Linked DNA regions of Gossypium hirsutum: all the other regions are linked to region 2. Evidence: chromatin contacts called from public Hi-C data. All regions are on one chromosome and are shown on one strand. Each heading gives the region's core, a stretch centred on a gene start, on an enhancer-like site or on the middle of the called end of the contact. The rest is flanking DNA. Distances are from core to core; before and after follow the strand shown.

The links. A called contact is a pair of places that touch in the nucleus more often than the background predicts.
Region 1: a contact with region 2 is called in a Hi-C map of leaf, with 1.7 times the contacts expected there. The contact joins the promoter of LOC107920923 here to the promoter of LOC107922226 in region 2. A contact is called at or near these places in 2 of 34 Hi-C or Micro-C datasets (both in leaf).
Region 3: a Hi-C map of leaf shows a contact between it and region 2, with 2.4 times the contacts expected there. The contact joins the promoter of LOC107922546 here to the promoter of LOC107922226 in region 2. A contact is called at or near these places in 5 of 34 Hi-C or Micro-C datasets (leaf and petal).
Region 4: a Hi-C map of leaf shows a contact between it and region 2, with 2.6 times the contacts expected there. The contact joins the promoter of LOC107922303 here to the promoter of LOC107922226 in region 2. A contact is called at or near these places in 3 of 34 Hi-C or Micro-C datasets (all in leaf).

Annotation. Positions count from the first base shown.
Region 1 is chrD01:20,926,968-20,931,236 of Gossypium_hirsutum_v2.1, forward strand. LOC107920923 reads left to right here and starts at 2,572. Exons shown (of 1, transcript XM_016850758.2): 1 at 2,572-4,269. The coding sequence starts at 2,766. The coding sequence ends at 4,091.
Region 2 is chrD01:20,799,149-20,803,149 of Gossypium_hirsutum_v2.1, forward strand. It overlaps LOC107922226 (F-box protein At1g47056), which reads left to right and starts at 1,894. Exons shown (of 2, transcript XM_016852143.2): 1 at 1,894-3,954. The coding sequence starts at 2,295. The coding sequence ends at 3,899.
Region 3 is chrD01:20,662,226-20,666,719 of Gossypium_hirsutum_v2.1, forward strand. It overlaps LOC107922546 (MFP1 attachment factor 1), which reads left to right and starts at 1,413. Exons shown (of 1, transcript XM_016852629.2): 1 at 1,413-2,187. The coding sequence starts at 1,542. The coding sequence ends at 2,015. LOC107921189 reads right to left here and starts at 549. Exons shown (of 5, transcript XM_041087295.1): 1 at 1-549. The coding sequence starts at 48.
Region 4 is chrD01:20,546,989-20,551,127 of Gossypium_hirsutum_v2.1, forward strand. LOC107922303 (protein ASPARTIC PROTEASE IN GUARD CELL 1) reads right to left here and starts at 1,944. Exons shown (of 12, transcript XM_016852279.2): 1 at 1,621-1,944; 2 at 1,418-1,538; 3 at 652-1,079; 4 at 399-555. The coding sequence starts at 1,868.

The sequences.
Region 1 (4,269 bases), core at 1,322-3,821, 130 kb after region 2:
TCTATTATTACCATAAAAAAAGAACTATTGTTACCTTTTTTTTGGTCATTTTTTTTTAAAAAAATTGGAAGGGGAACAACTTCACATAATAAATTATGGAATTATCAATAAGTATTGATTACAGTGATAATGCACATTGCACTTTTAGAGAGAGAACTTCGGAAAAATATTGTTAGAAAAGACAATCACAAATCCAAAAAAACTAATCTTCATAAATGATAAAATGAATATAAAAGATATATTGATGATAAATTTTTTTATATAATTAAAATAGGTGAACAATAAAATTGAGTATAGTGTCGGTGGGAAATTTTCTATTTCCTGAGGTCTGCTAACTACTTAGTGCCCATGGCTCCACTAACCTTGGCTCCAACGTTATTCTCATTCTTTCGTTTGCTAAATAAATTTATCTTTGTGCTATCTTTTCTTTTCTTGTTTTGTTCCCAATTTTTGCTTTTCTCACCTTTCTTTTTGGAAAGTTATCTCTGCTTTGATGCATATTTGTACGTAAAGGTTAGTTTAAGTATCCAGTGGTTGGACTATCCAAAATGGTTTACTATAATTAAATTATTTTTATTTAATATAAATGCTATTCGAAAATATATTCCATCTCTTACCTTTGATCAAAGAGAAGGATATCACAAACAATAATTTGTGGATAAAGTTGGAATTATGTTATCAGGAAGAAAGCAAATATTGATCAATAGACCTTCGTGGACGAACAGCCAGAATTGTGTAAATTAGATTTTGGTATTTTTCAGATTCCAAGTTATTCTAGTTTGCTTGATTTTTATTTTAAATTTCAAAATATTCTAATTATATCTTTAAACTATTAATGTTTTATCAATCAGGTCATTTCATTATTGAAACCGTTAATTTAACTATTAAGTGATACGTAAAATCTTATGTGACGAAATTAATAAAAACAAAAGTAAAATGTTGTTTCATAACTTTTAAAATTAAAAACTAAACAAACTGAAAAAAAAGAGAGAGATTGAACGATAGTTTCTGTAAAAGTTTCAAAAACCTCAAAGCTAACATTTTTACAATATTTATTTTTCTTTAAATTTTTTATTTTAATTTATTTCACATAAGATCTGAAGTCTCATTTAACGGTTAAATTACAATTTTAGTAATGAAAGGACTTTACTAGTGTAACATCGATAATTTAAGGATGTAATTAGAATGTTTTAAAGTTTGATGACCAATTTAAAATGAAAATCATAGTTTGAGAATATTTAGTGCAATTAACTCGATATATTTTGGTATTTAGTATTATCTTTGTAATCGTAATGCTTAATTTTAATTATAATTTTTTAAAAAAATCTAATTATAAGAAATTAAAAATATATATTATTTATTTATAATTATATTCATACCGCTTTAAAAAATGTTATGAAATTCTTCAATGTAGAAAAGGGTTTAATATTTCTCACTAAATTTGGACATTTCCCCATAAAATTTTCACAAAATCCAAAATGTACAGATTAAAAGTGTTTGCTTACTCAAATTAATCCAAACAGGCAAAGATAACATTGCTTACCGTATAATTTGGTAATATTAAATGGGTATATTAAACAATTTACTGCATGTAAAAAGAAAGGAAATGGATCATGGAATTCAAATTTTACATTGGTTAAATATCACAATTCAAGGGTCAACAAAAGTAAATTTTAGTGACTAGTTCTTTTAAAGATTTTATATAAAAATATATTATTATTATTTTTAAAATAAATTTATTTAATCTAATCTAATATATTTAAGCACTTTATTAAGTTGGTCTCACTCTTAATCAAATCACTAACTCAATTATGAATTTATAGAAATACCCATCTCTTTTAAAATTATAATTAATACCATTATGGTGTCATCTTTGTTTTTCATACTTTTATATTATATTTAAAAACAATTAAAAATTACACATTTAAAGCTCATGTTTAATAGTATTAAAATGTAAATTTATTGAATCCCGTGTGTTAGTTTGATGACCAGAGTATTCATTGCTCCAGATATGGTTTGAGTTTGAGTCGCGCCAGTTGCGAGTTGCTGTTAGGATTTTGCCCCTATTGTAATTCACAAAATGAAAAAAAAAAAACAAAATTATTAGCAGTGTGATAAAATCTTTATATTCTCCCCTACATTAATTTATATTTTCACTATAAATTTTCAGTTATATCACTTCTATTTTGAATATATTTTAAATTTTTTTATAGTTTACATTATTTTCACTTGAGTATCTTACTTCCTTTTTCTATTAATTTTTACTTTTTTTAGTTTATATATATATTTTATAAAAAAAAAATTTTACTCACTACGTGAATATACATATACTAGTATCTACACTCTTATTTAAAACTTTGATTGTATTAATGTCATCCTCAATCAAATTTTAACTCAATTGTAAAATAAATAAAAAAGTCTAATATTTTTATAAGACAACAAATATAATTTTAAGACTATTTTTATCTATTTATATATAATTTAATATATATATGAAAATGATGAGATTTGAATTAACATTTTTTTTAAATTTACCATTTTAATACTATTTTTATGGATTTGTTAGGATTATAATCTAATCTAATTTTTATTGAGTTAAAGGTGTGAGACAATTATGTTTGTGAAACATGTTGTCTTGGATTCTGAAATTGAGCCACAAGATTTGACTAAAAGTTGAACATCAAAGGCTACAATATAAGTTGTCACCAGCCTGTTTGCTTTCTTGCCACAATCCCAACACCATCCTCCTCATCTGCAACCAAATCATGGTTCCAAAGCTACTGTTTTCCACTTTCACTCTCCTAATTACATGTTTCTTCGGTTTTGGAATCGCCCAACCTTGCCCCCGTCCTCGACCATGCCCTTCAATCTCGCCCCCACCACGCCCTACTAGAACCGTCTCTTATGTTCGACCCCGTCCGCCACTCTACGATCCTTCCCTTCGTCTCTTACCTCGCCAGCCAAACAACAATCCCGGTCCCTTAGCCAATAGAGCCAGGATTCTCGCCATTACCCAAGAACTCAAACGAAACATTACCTTTGACCCTCAAAACTACACCCCTACTTGGGTTGGCAACAACTACTGCCTCTTCAAAGGCTTCATTTGCGACACTGTACCAGACCTCAACATAACTGGACTCGCAGGCATTGATTTTAATGGCGCAAGGTTTGGTGGTAACTTGAATTTTTATCGTTTCATTCAAAACTTGCCTGATATTGCTATCTTCCATGCCAATTCAAACAACTTCAGTGGTGTCATCAACCAAGGTCTTGGTGGCTTGCGTTACTTTTATGAGATCGATTTGAGTAACAACAAGTTCATCGGAGGGTTCCCCTCCAACGTTCTTAGTGCTAAGAACTTAACCTTCGTTGATCTTCGTTTCAACAATTATCTTGGAACAATCCCTCGTAGTTTGTTCAACTTCGACACTGATGTTCTTTTTATTAACAACAATGTGTTTGGTCAAGGAATCCCTAGAAACCTCGGCAACACACCAGCACTTTATTTAACCCTAGCTAACAACAATTTCAATGGTACTATCCCACGAAGCATAGGGGCTGCTTGGGAAACCATGACTGAGGTTTTGCTACTAGGTAACAAGCTGTCCGGTTGTCTGCCATTCGAGATCGGCTACTTAAACCGAACCACAGTGTTCGACGTCGGATCCAACAGGCTGACCGGTCCCATCCCTGAGTCGTTCGGTTGTATGGCCAAGTTACAGCTGCTTAACATGGCTCACAACCGCTTCTACGGTGCAGTACCGGAGGTTCTATGCCGGCTTCCCAATGCATTCAATTTCACACTGTCCAACAATTATTTCACCCAAGTAGGCCCACAATGCCGGAGACTAATCAAGTTAAGAAGGCTCAACGTAAACAGAAACTGTATAATGGGTCTTCCATTTCAAAGATCGGCGACTGATTGTGCAAATTTCTTTTCAAAACCTCGGAGCTGTGCACGGGAAAGCACGTTCAGTATCATCCCATGTCGGCTGCCGGCGGCGTCGTTGAGAACCCGAACTGTTTTCCAAGAAGATGAAGTGGCACCGTCTCCGAAAACCTACAACGCGCTTGAAAAGCCTCCACATTAAACAATTCGGAACGGTCTAAAAGTCACATGGTGGACTGCGCATGATTCTAATCTGAATAAGATATAATAATGCAGGTATTTTATTTTTATTTGTAACATGTTTGTAACTTATATATAGCTAATTAATTGCTGGTTTGTGCTTGTTTTTAGTGATGATTGGATAGAATGATGAAAATTGA
Region 2 (4,001 bases), core at 644-3,143:
TTGAGTGTTGGATTATTTAAGAGATGCTCAAAGCGACTCTTTAACCATGTTAACTTAATTTGCAATCAAACTTATGGTTTATACATGTTCCCAACATTGAACAAGGACCTCCACCAGATTGTACTAAAATATTCTCATTATTAGATGCCTATCCACTAGAAGACTCGTTAGTAACACTAAACATTAAGTGTTATTGTTGCTTCACTGCATGAAGATGAAACATATGGGTCTTAGGTCTTTATCATTCAATTAAATAAAAAAGGAATGTTAGCACAAAAGTAAAATTATTAATTTGATGTGATAGAAATCATCTTTTAAGTGAAGAATGATTTTGTCATCTAATACATTCATCTCTACATTACTATGACACCAAGCCACTAGAAAAGACTCCATTGTTGTAGTATTTTAAGTAACATATCCTTCTTTTGATCTCAATAAGGGGGAAATCATTATGGTATGCTTCAAAATTCGAAGTTACAAATCTTGGGTATATAAGATAGTATAAAATATAGATAAAAGAATATTTTAGGTTTCTATGAAAATTAAACAAGTGGAATGAATTGTTTATAGGTTTTAAGATTAGAGCTTTTAATATGACCTCGATAGCCCTTTATGACGAGGTCTTGTTAAATTTATAATTTTTTAAAAGTAAACTACACCATTAGTTAATAAACTATGAGTAAGTTTTCGTTTTGGTCACATAACTAAAAAAAGTTACAATTTGGTCACTGAAGTATTCAGAACTTTTCATTTAAGTCATTGGATTGTTAAAATCGATGCTATATGGCTTTCTTTATTTGCATTGCCTACAATAATCGAAAGCTTTCTTTCCTCTTCTCTTTTACGGTTCATTTTTTTATGAAACAGCTTTGAACGTCACGAATCTGCAAACCAAAATTTAAATAGCTTTTTTCTTTGATCTCCGACACTGACCGTCAGATCAACTTGGACCTAAGATATGTTCTTCTACTCGTCGATGGATACTGATCCTCTGTACTAGCCATTGAATTGCCGCTTGGAGCTCGCTGGCGAAAGGTTTTTTTTTTAAAGAAAAATTTAGCAGCCTAATGACTTAAATGAAATCTTTCAAATAGTTCAACAACTAATGGTTTAATGACCAAAATGAAAACTTACCCATAGTTCAGTGACTAATGGTGTGGTTTACCTTGAGGTGTTCATGGGTTGGATTGGGTTCAGGCTAGGCTTAAGCATGATATTAACACACTTTATACTTGCTCAAGCTTGGCCTGGCCTGATCATGGGCCTAAAATTTTGCCCAAGCCCACCCATATTTGGAATTAGTTAACCCAAGCCCATTTAGGCCCTCCCATATTTTTAAAATATTTATTTTAATTTAATATTTAATAATTATATACTTTTTTTATTTATTATAGTTTTATATATAGTCATCTTAATTTTTTTTGATGTTTACATTATAGAAGTATTATATATTACTATATATCTAATTTTTATGTGTTACAAATTACATAATATATAAAAACAACATAATATAAAATATTACAAACTTAAAAAACGGATCGGGTTGAGCTTAGGCCTTAAATGTTAAGCTCGAGCTAGACCCATATTTTAAACGAGCCTAATTTTTTCTTAAACCCATTTTTAGGTGTAATATTTTTACCCACACTATCTCAAAATTCTAGCAGATTTTCAACTTTGGACAAGTTTAAGTTTATTTATTTTTTCAACAATTATGATTTACTTTTTTAAAAATTTACAAATACTTTAATTTTTGTAAATATCATCCTTTACAAATATATAAATGATTACAATTTAAAAATTTAAAAATATTTATTTTAATACTTCTATACCAAATTCTTTAAAAGAAATTCTAAGAAAACTAAACAAATTACAAGAAAAGATAAAATATGATTGTAGAAAGAAAGCATCTCCTGTGCTCAACCTCATCCAAACCAGTTCTGTTTTTACAGCATCATCATTGATTTTTAATTTTGTCCGACTTTTGACTTTCACTCCATCAGAAATCAAAATAAAGGAGTGAGCACAAGAAAAGTATTATGAGGATGCGAACAGCATATAGAAACTTAATAGTGGAAGGCTATTTTGTTCAAAGTGAAAGACGGGCAAATAAAAATAATAAAGTCGAGAAAAAAGCCAAAATGAAATCCAATTTTGAAGTCCGTCGTTCTGGACATTTCCAAGAAGATCAAAAACAGAACAAGAGCCTGAAAACTCTTTAGTATTTCTCTACGGTTTCCCTCACCGTAACAACCCTGTGGCTGTTTTCTTTTCTTTAGTTTAGTTAGATTTTGTAGATGGGCCAATCAGTTTCGGCGGCGAAGCTAAGGAACCGTCGAGATTGGAACCATCGCCAACGGTCAAAACCGAAATCAACGGCTCTGATCTGTCCGATGCAAGCTGAGGAAACTGAAGAGCTTGAACGAAGTAACACAGATGGATCGTCGGATTTCATCTCGGATCTTCCTGACGAGTGTTTGGCTTGTATTTTTCAGTCTCTTAGCCCCGATGACCGAAAACGATGCTCTCTAGTTTGCCGGCGGTGGCTTCTGATTGAGGGACAGAGCCGTCACCGATTATCTCTCAACGCACAATCAGATCTGCAACCTCTCATTCCTTCTATCTTCTCTCGCTTCGATGCTGTTACGAAACTGGCTCTGAAATGTGACCGTAGATCCGTTAGCATAGGCGACGAATCGCTTGTTCTAATCTCCGAGCGTTGCCGGAATTTGATTCGCCTTAAGCTCCGAGCTTGCCGTGACTTGACCGATGCAGGAATGTTGGCGTTCGCTAAAAACTGCAAGGGTCTAAAGAAGCTCTCCTGTGGTTCTTGCGCTTTCGGAGCCAAAGGCATGAACGCTGTGCTCGACAATTGTCTAGCACTCGAGGAACTCTCCGTGAAACGACTTCGTGGCATCACAGACGGCGCTGCAGCTGAGCCGATTGGGCCTGGGGTGGCTGCGGCGGCGTTGAAAACAATTTGCTTAAAGGAGCTTTATAATGGGCAATGTTTTGGTCCGCTTATTATTGGTTCAAAGAATCTGAAATCTTTGAAACTTTTTAGATGCTCTGGCGATTGGGATAAGCTTTTCCCACTCATAGTGGAACGGGTCGCGGGTATGGTAGAGATCCATATGGAGCGGATCCAAGTCAGCGATGTCGGTCTTGCGGCTATCTCCAACTGTTCAAACCTAGAAATTCTTCACCTCGTTAAGACTCCCGAGTGTACAAACGCCGGACTCGGAGCTGTTGCAGAGAAATGCAACTTGTTAAGGAAGCTTCACATTGATGGATGGAAAGCAAATCGAATAGGTGACCAAGGGTTAATTGCTGTTGCGAAATCTTGCCCCAATTTACAAGAATTAGTTCTTATTGGTGTTAATCCCACCAAACTGAGTTTGGAAATGTTAGCTTCTAATTGTCCAAATTTAGAACGGTTAGCCTTATGCGGTAGCGATACAGTTGGTGATGCAGAGATATCTTTTATTGCTGTGAAATGTATTGCTTTAAAGAAGCTTTGTATCAAGAATTGCCCTGTTTCGGATCATGGCATGGAAGCGCTTGCTAGTGGTTGCCCTAATTTGGTTAAAGTGAAAGTGAAGAAATGTAGAGGAGTTACTTCAGAAGGGGCAGATTGGTTAAGAGCAACTCGAGGATCACTTGTCGTTAATTTGGATATCAATTTGGATATGGGCGAGCATTTAGATGCAAGTGCCAGTGATGGTGGGGCACAAGATAATGGAATTGAATTTCCTCCAATGGTGGGCAGTCAAATTGGAGCTTCTAGTATTGCATCGAGCAGTACAGGTCGATCGACATCATTCAAGTTGTTAGGGCTTATGAGTGGGAGGAGTTTTGTGGCTTGCACATTAAGGAGGTTGGCAAGTAGTTCTCGGAGTTAACTCGGAATTGCAACAACAACAAAAAGAAAAAGAGTGACAATAGAAAGCACTCTTGGTATGAACTGTTTACATTATTTTTCTGTTGGTAGTTCTCCCTTGTTT
Region 3 (4,494 bases), core at 163-2,662, 140 kb before region 2:
TTTTGTGGATCCTTCACAAAACTCACTCGAAGTTGAAACACCTATCATTTCAATAATTACCCAACAATCAAAAACTATCAAATTAACAAGAAGAAGAATAATAAAAAGAAGAAGAAGATAAAGAAGGGACTTTATAGCCAGTATAAATATCAGATGCTCGAACCCAAAATTGAAATGAACGATGCCAAGGTCTTAAATTGAGTCTGGATTTTTTCCTTGTTGAAGATTTTGCCCCTAATTAAGAAATTTCTATGATCTCTATTCCTATGAGGAAAAGATTAAAAAAGTTGGTGAGGGGCAATGGTGTTTAAGGCTTTGTAAATGGAGAAGGTATTGAAGGTGGATGTTGTAGTTGAAACTGCAGAAAGGATGATGATGAAAAAATGAGGGGGGGGAAGGTAATCTTTCAACATTCCTACTGTGCTCTGAATGACAATTCAGAGGGTGGGGCAAAGAATGCTATTCAACCTCTATTCAGTGGCATTCCATTTAATTAAACAAGGGTTTGTGGTGGGCTCATAGAATTGAGTTGTAATTACATTGAATCAAACAGGGTGTTAATGAATGTAGTTTTTATACAATTAGTCAAATAGATAACTTGAGCATGGTGATTTAGCTTTGCTTACAAGTCCTCTAGACGTTGCAATTAGAAAAAAAGTGATGTTAAAATTCGAATTTTGGAAAACAACATATATTATATTTAAAGGTATTTATGTTTTTTATATTTTAATAAATATAAAAAATTATATGCTTACGATGGGATTTAAATCGAGGCATCTTAATATTTATCCTCTGATTTTTATCATTTTAACCAAAAGTCATATTTAATTTTTATACATAATGTGTGTGCCATAATTTAGTATTATATTATCTATAAAAAAATTAGTATTATATTCAAACCAAAATCATAAAAAAATATGTTATTAATAACATTATGATACATGACATTAAATAAAAAGTTTCTTTGTAGGTTTATCTTGAACTGACACATTAAATATTTTATGATAATTTGACCGTGATATTTGTAATTATGATAAAATTTTATTAATATAATATTTAAACTAAATAATAATTAATTTATTATTAATTAAAATATATTTAAATTACTTTATATATAATTCTACCGAAACAAAAATATTACTGAATCACTTATAACATTATAAATAATAAATAAATATATTTACAAAGCAGTTACAAAATACATATTATTTATTATAGAACTCAAAATAACATTATTTTTAATAAATTTATAATATAAATAAATAATTATAGAAAGTATGGATATGCAAGATATTAATCTTTTAAATATTATACAAATATAAATTTTTAGAATATTTTACATATTTTACTTATCTTTAAATAATAAATAAATGTAGATATAAATGGGGAAAGTTGCTCGGCCCATATTCAATCCCCTTTCTTATATACTAATTACTAATTATTGTTTTAATTTTTTATTGGCTTAAAAGAACTTCCCCTCGCAAACTCGAAATCCCCCCATTACTCTCCGGTCACTGCCCAAAAGTTCCAAACCAAAAGAAATGGCCGAAACTGAATCTACCACCACTGCTCAAGACTCAGCCACCGCAGAAACGGAGCCCCACCAGACCCAGGCTCAATCGCAAATAGATGAAACCGCCGCCAAGCTCAATAACCTTACTCTCCGAATTTGGCCCCCCACTCAACGAACCCGCGATGCCGTTATCAACCGTCTTGTCGAGACGCTCTCTTCCCAATCTGTACTTTCCAAACGCTACGGCACCATCCCTGAGGACGAGGCCTCCTCCCTGGCCAAATCTATCGAGGGGGAAGCTTTCTCAGTCGCCGGTGCGGCCTTCTCCCCCGACGATGATGGCATCGAGATCCTTCAGATGTATTCCAAGGAGATCAGCAAGCGTATGCTCGATACTGTCAAATCTCGCGCTGCTACTGGTGCCGCCGCCGATGCTCCGTCAGCCACGGAAGCAGCGAATGGTGAGGAGGTTTCATCGTCGTCCGTGAAGGCGGAGGCTTGAGTTTGAGGATCCTCGTTTCTCTCTTTCTCTCTCTGTAGGGCTTTTCTTTAGATTGATGATCGGTCTTGCTAGGGTTTTTAAAGATCTGTCTGGTTGGCTCTGGATTTTTCGAGATGCTTAATTGCCTATATACGACGATAATAAAATCTGTAACTGTAATACCATTTCTTTATCTCTTCTTTTTTTGAGGGTTTTCTGTATTGTGGAAATGTGCTTGATCTTTATGAGTTTCTTGGTTTTTGTTGCTTTATTCATAGATACAGTGCCAAATGCAGCTTAAAGGGTGCTAGATATTTTCTTCATTAACGATTTTTCCCAACTAACTCATAAGCATTCTGTACCTTTATTCACTTAGTGTTCCTCCTTCATCTGTTCAACAAACCAGAGCAATCAAGTTGAAACTTGAAAGTCTTGTACGAGTTGATGTGTAGATGAGGTTCTATGCAATAGAGGTTTCTGTATTTTATATAGATCTTATATATGGTCTTAAATCTTAATATTTCTTCAATTTGCATTTATTGTAATCCCTTTTTAGAAAAAGAAAAAGTAATTGTTGATTCAAAATCTTAATGTATTAGGAAAGATTCTTAGGTATACTAGAGCCATCAAGATGTGAAAGTTAAAAGAGATATCTGCTGTGAGCTAGAATCTAACTTCCAAGGGATAGTATAAATGCTAAAGAACAACTATGAGTAGATCTTCATGGAAACTGCATGTTCTTATGAACTGGTATGTATAGTCTCTCGGTCATCTGAGCATACAGTTTATATGAATTGAATATAGACACATGCTTTAGCGAAGTCTTCGTGTTTTTAGTTCTCAAGCTATTTTCACGTTTAGTAATTATGTAACATATGTTTACACTTCACAGTATGTTTCTTTGGGTGATTTGAATGTCATTTTCTTTTTCTGAATAGTGAATTTCTTTTCTTGCTGCATTTCAATGTTGAGTTGCTTCATACTTTTTTTTCTTATGGTTGCTACCAATCATCAATCTGCAGTTTTTGCATTTATTGAACATTTAGAAAAGCATATCAATGTAAGTGTGTAGGATCTAGTTGCCATCACAATGCAGTCAAATTTCTGTCGGCTTTCTTGATCCAACACCTACAGCTACCATCTTGATTGAAGTAATACAAATCCCCAATTTCTCTGTTGATGTCTATAATTTAGGTGGATGGCCATTCCAATTTTTCATTTTGTAGGTAAATGAGATAATCTATCTTTAAGTTGTTGATATCATGCTCCTCCTAGCTGGGGATTTCTTCACATTTGATACAGTACATCTTACTATATAAGCAAGGTTTTTGGCAATTAAGATTTCTGTAAGCTACTCTTCTCGAAAAGCCTATGTTACACTTGTGTCCTTTCAGTTCTTTTCTTGCATTTGCATATATAGTGCTGTAGGAAAGGAGGAAATCTATATGATTCTTTTGAACCATGACTGCTTGGGACGGGTCATGACTTTCCATATTACCGTGTGTAATCCTTGGCATGCTGTACACATTGTTTGTATATCTATGAATAGTTATGTATCTACTAGCTATATACTTTTCTTTTGATAGGCGTATGTCACGAGCCTGCATGATTTGTTTCCAGATTTCCTAGGAAAGTAAGAACACTGAGAAAAAGCAATTGCATTTATTTCTAAGAGTAAATGCTTTCTGAATTTGATTATTGAATGATAAATGATACAAATGAGGGCAAGGAGACAGTTGATTTTTTTTATTCAACTATTTATGGTTGAATCTCTTCGGTACAAATTGATCCAACAACATAAGAAGGAAGTAGTGGTTAAGCTCTTTGTTGGCACTCAAAAACTAGAGTTTCAACTCAATTGTTGCCATCCCCGCTTCCAACTTGTAATGATTACAAAAAATAAATCGAATTACATTGACCAATTTATAAAATAGAGTTGACTTTTTATTATCTCTTTGCTTATAATTCAAGTTAATCTAATATAAATTATAAGTACTAGAGTGTTTGTACCAGGGCTGTGACACTTGCTCATGGATTCTTATGAATTAATCATACATTACGAGTTGGTGGCCCGAGTTTGGTGCAGTGAATTTCTAATATGCATTATGTCTAGTGTTGATCATATTCTCAACACCAATAACATGTGTTTCGCTACAACGTATGTACATGAATATGTATGTATTCACTAGGAATCATGAAAGAAAGCAGTTCTGAGTCTGCGGGGGGGGGGGGGTTAATATTCAAATGTATGCCACTGTTTGCATGTCAACTCCTGGCTACGATATTATATTTCCACTTCGGAATTTCTTTCATCAAGTTTATGGTGATTATACAGTTCATTGCAAATTTAATCATTATATATCATAAATCATTTGTATTTCAATTTTGATAATAAAAGAAATATTGAAAATTATATTTTAATTACAATAGTATCTATAATATATAGAGAAAAATAAGGGCACTAAATACATGGTAAAGTTATCATGGAGGTCATTGTACT
Region 4 (4,139 bases), core at 694-3,193, 250 kb before region 2:
GCAGATCGTACCAACTTGTAAGTAGCATCTCCAAGTGCTAGGAAAGTAAAAAGCAGTTGTCATAAGGAATGGCTAGTTTATATCACTGTAACCCAGACATCTAGTTTATATGACATTGTAACCCAGATATATTAATATGAATCTGTACTCAGTTTCTCCACAGATCGCTTGTCATATACTCATAAATGACAAAATGAGTAATCGTTCATCTATTAGGGAACATGTAAATGCAACAAAACCCCATGCTTTTAAACCTCCAAGCAAAACCAAAAACTTCTTCTAAGCCTCAGACACTAATTCTGGCTACCACAAAGAAATATTAATCATAGAATAGAAATGAGAACTTGACTAGCAAACAAACTCAATTTAGCACGAAGCTCAAAGCTATTAGATCTTACAGCATCCCTAAATGCAACAAAAGCATCTTTTTGGAAGTAAGCATATGTGGTGCCACTGTCCAAAACTGTTCCATGCCTTCCATCAAAGACCCCAGTAGGTAGCTTCAATCGCTTACCAGCAACATGCATTTCCTTAAGCTCAATGTTATAGTAAGGGCTGTAGACATTCAAAAACTACAGTGAATGCGTAACAAGAACCAGATAAATTCTTAGGACATGCATTAACAAATACAATACTGTAAAAGAAGGATACCTGCGGAAAGGGTCTGAATGGGAGAACACCATTTCAGGGGGAGGAGTGATTTTTCCAAGAACCATTGCACCTCCACCAACATCCATCCCACCATAACACAAAGAAAACGAATCACCAATAACACTCTTATCAACAAGTTGATCCACAATACTAAGCTGGCCCCGACCCAAACCCATTATACCATCAGCCCGTTGGCTATAAAGGTCACCTGTTTCCCTATTTTCACACCCAAAAACAGCACGCTGTGGCACAAGTTCACTTTCATTCCCAAAAGAAACAATATCCTCCCCAAGCACACCACTGCTGGAACTCATCTCAGCATACCGTCTATCATAAGTGCATTGCTTTTGCTCATCATCACAATTACAACTCGGATTGCATTTTACAGGTTGATAAGTGCTAGACAAATCTGGTTGGAACCTTGGATCCTGGATTGCAACAAGAGATCAATATTACCATAAAATCACCAGTTCCCAAATTAATCTCTAATAGATCTGTAAATCAAGAAATTAGACAAAGATTCTAAAAATAGCAGCAAAGCGTAACTCACTTCACTTTCTCATTCGAACGATAAAAATTTAAGACTCAAAATTCTCAATTTAACTTAATTAAAATTCTACTAAACTAATAATTCGCTAGTTTCAAATTGATCAAGTTAATAATCTCAATCTCAATTCAAACAAAGGCATCAAATTTCAAACTTGATTAATTATAATTAAGAACTGGGAAAGTTGAAGTGCACGAACTTGACAAGACAGAACCGAACCTGATGCTTGCCGCAATGCGCACAACTGGAGCAAGGAACGTAAGTTACAGTACTTCCGGTGTCGACGATAAGAGCAAATTCCTGAGGTGGCGTTCCAATCCATAACCGAGTAGTATAATAACTGGAAATTCAAAAAAAAAAAACTCAATATTCGAAAAATCAAAAAGAGGAAAAAAACTAAACATTTTTTATAGGAGAGAGACCCGTTGGAGAGGAGATCATCATAAAGTCTCATGCGAGCGTTTGGAGTGGAAGAAGAGAGTCCCGATTGCTGCAGATGACGGCGGATATTGTCCAAGTGGCGCTGCTGGGAATGATTGCGTGAGGTCAGTTGCAGAGGAAGGAGCATCGGCCGTGGATGATGATCTTTTGCGTCGACGGTGAAGAAATTGAAGCAGATCAGGGCACAGACAATAATGGAGGAAGTTAGGTGAAGCCAAGTTCGAGCCATGGCGCGTTACTTTGGCTACAGATTGCGGTCAACGACGACAGCTGCAGACAAAGCACCCGATAGATTACAGTCCCTTTAGAAATGGAAATTGGTTCTTTTATTAGAGTTAGCAATGGGCGGGGCGGACCGGTTACTTTTTTACCCGCCCCGATATTCTTCCGTCTTATCCCTCTATTTGCAACATAAACCCAATCACATGCAAGTATAATTAAAATTTAACTTAAATTTTTTTTAACTAATACATATTAAAAAACTATATTTTTTAAATTTAAATAAATAAATTAAATACTTTTCTAATACACAATATTTAATAAACCTAATTTGAATAAATAATAAATATTTAATAAATTTATAATGACACAAAAATAAATTAAGTATTATTATAAAACATTTTATAATCCATAAATCAACAACCCTCATTTAAAAATTTTACTATAAGAGTTTATTATTTTTTAAATTAACATTATATATAATATTTCAATGACATAATGATAAATTTAGCATTAAAATTTACATTTTTTTTGTCAATTTAATCCTTATTTTTTGAGTTAAATTTGGTCATTGATATTTCAGAAACAATTAAATTACTTTTTGTAACAAAAATGTTAAGTAAAACATTAATTTTTAATGATATTGGCATGACAACCACATAATAATTTATATGTACTTCATGATGACATGACAATATTTTATCTTATATGTCATATCAATAAATAATTTAAAATTATAAAAAATATTCAAAAAATAAAAATAAAAATAAATTATAAAACGTTCAAAAAATTAGTATAAAGTATACATGAATTGTCATGTAAAGAGCTATATTTAAAAAAGATAACGTTTTAGTTATTATTTTTGAAAAATTGATGGATAAATTTAACTCTTTTTAAAAATGTTGATAGTCAAATTTAACTTACAAAAAAAAGCTAAATTGATAAAAGATATAAACGTTAATTACTAAACTTGTCATTATACCTATTTTAAATAATAATTTTTCTTTAAAAATTTTAAACAACATATCATCACTATTATTTGACTTTGAACATATTGTCACAAATAATAATTAATTCAAGATTATTTTAAATATTAAAATTTTTATTCTTAATTTATATGTATCATAATAGAAATTATAAAAATTATAAAAACTAAACATTTATATTATTTTGTTTTTACTTTCTTAAACAGAGTATTTCTAAAGGTTAACATATGTTGTTAGCCCCTATACTTTGATAAAATTTGAGATTTAGTCCTTATACTTTAAAAGTGAGAGAATTCAATCATCCTACCTTTTCAACTTAATAACCCTAGTCTAATCATAATTGTCGTTTGTAGTTTCAATTAAAATTTGTCAATGTAACATGTTAACTTTTCGTCAATCATATGTCGCGTCGTATGAGAGCAACTTAACAAATATGTCAAATTAATAATTTTTATTGAAAATACTTACAATACTTACAATTTTAATGATTGGATTGAGATTTTTAAATCAAGAAAATATGAGTTAATTTTTAAGTATAGGGACTAAATACAAATTTTGTCAAAATATAGGGACTAATAGCATATTTTAACCATTTCTAAAATGTTACAAATTTTGTACAATTTTTTTAAAATATAATATATTTTAATTGATATTGCTAGGCTATTAGGATCTATAAAAATAAAACCTACTTGAGAATATGAGATCAATAGAAAGTGACAAGTAAGGTTGTATCTACAGAGATCGGTAATAATTTTATTTCTTAAACAAAAACAAATAAAGTGAATAAAAGAGAGGTTTTTATAAAATAAAAAATAAATTCAAATTAAAAACTAAAAGAAAGAACACAATAATTAAAAGTTTTAGGAAAATCAATGATAAAAGGCTATAGCCAAATGTAAAATCTCCATTTGATTTATAGATTCAACCGTCAATTCAAGGATGTCTACAATGCCTTTAGTTATAGTTGCTAACTTAGCGCCAGATAATCAATCTCTCCTTACTTGTTGAATAACCAAGAGACAACTCGTTTGAAATTACTTCCCTAACCAATAAATAATTCTGTAACTCAGCGCCCAAGATTTAACTTACTAGCAGCATTAAGAACGAGAGAGGTCTAATTTTAACAAACAAACTGACCTCAACGAAATTTATTTAATTTAGATCACACATCCACACCATATAATCATAAATTATGACATAAACAATTTATGCAGTTCGTCACTAGTATTAGAATGAATTAAATATTTATTGATTTAATTATTTTAACTGATAAGGAAACCATTCTAAGCTATTAA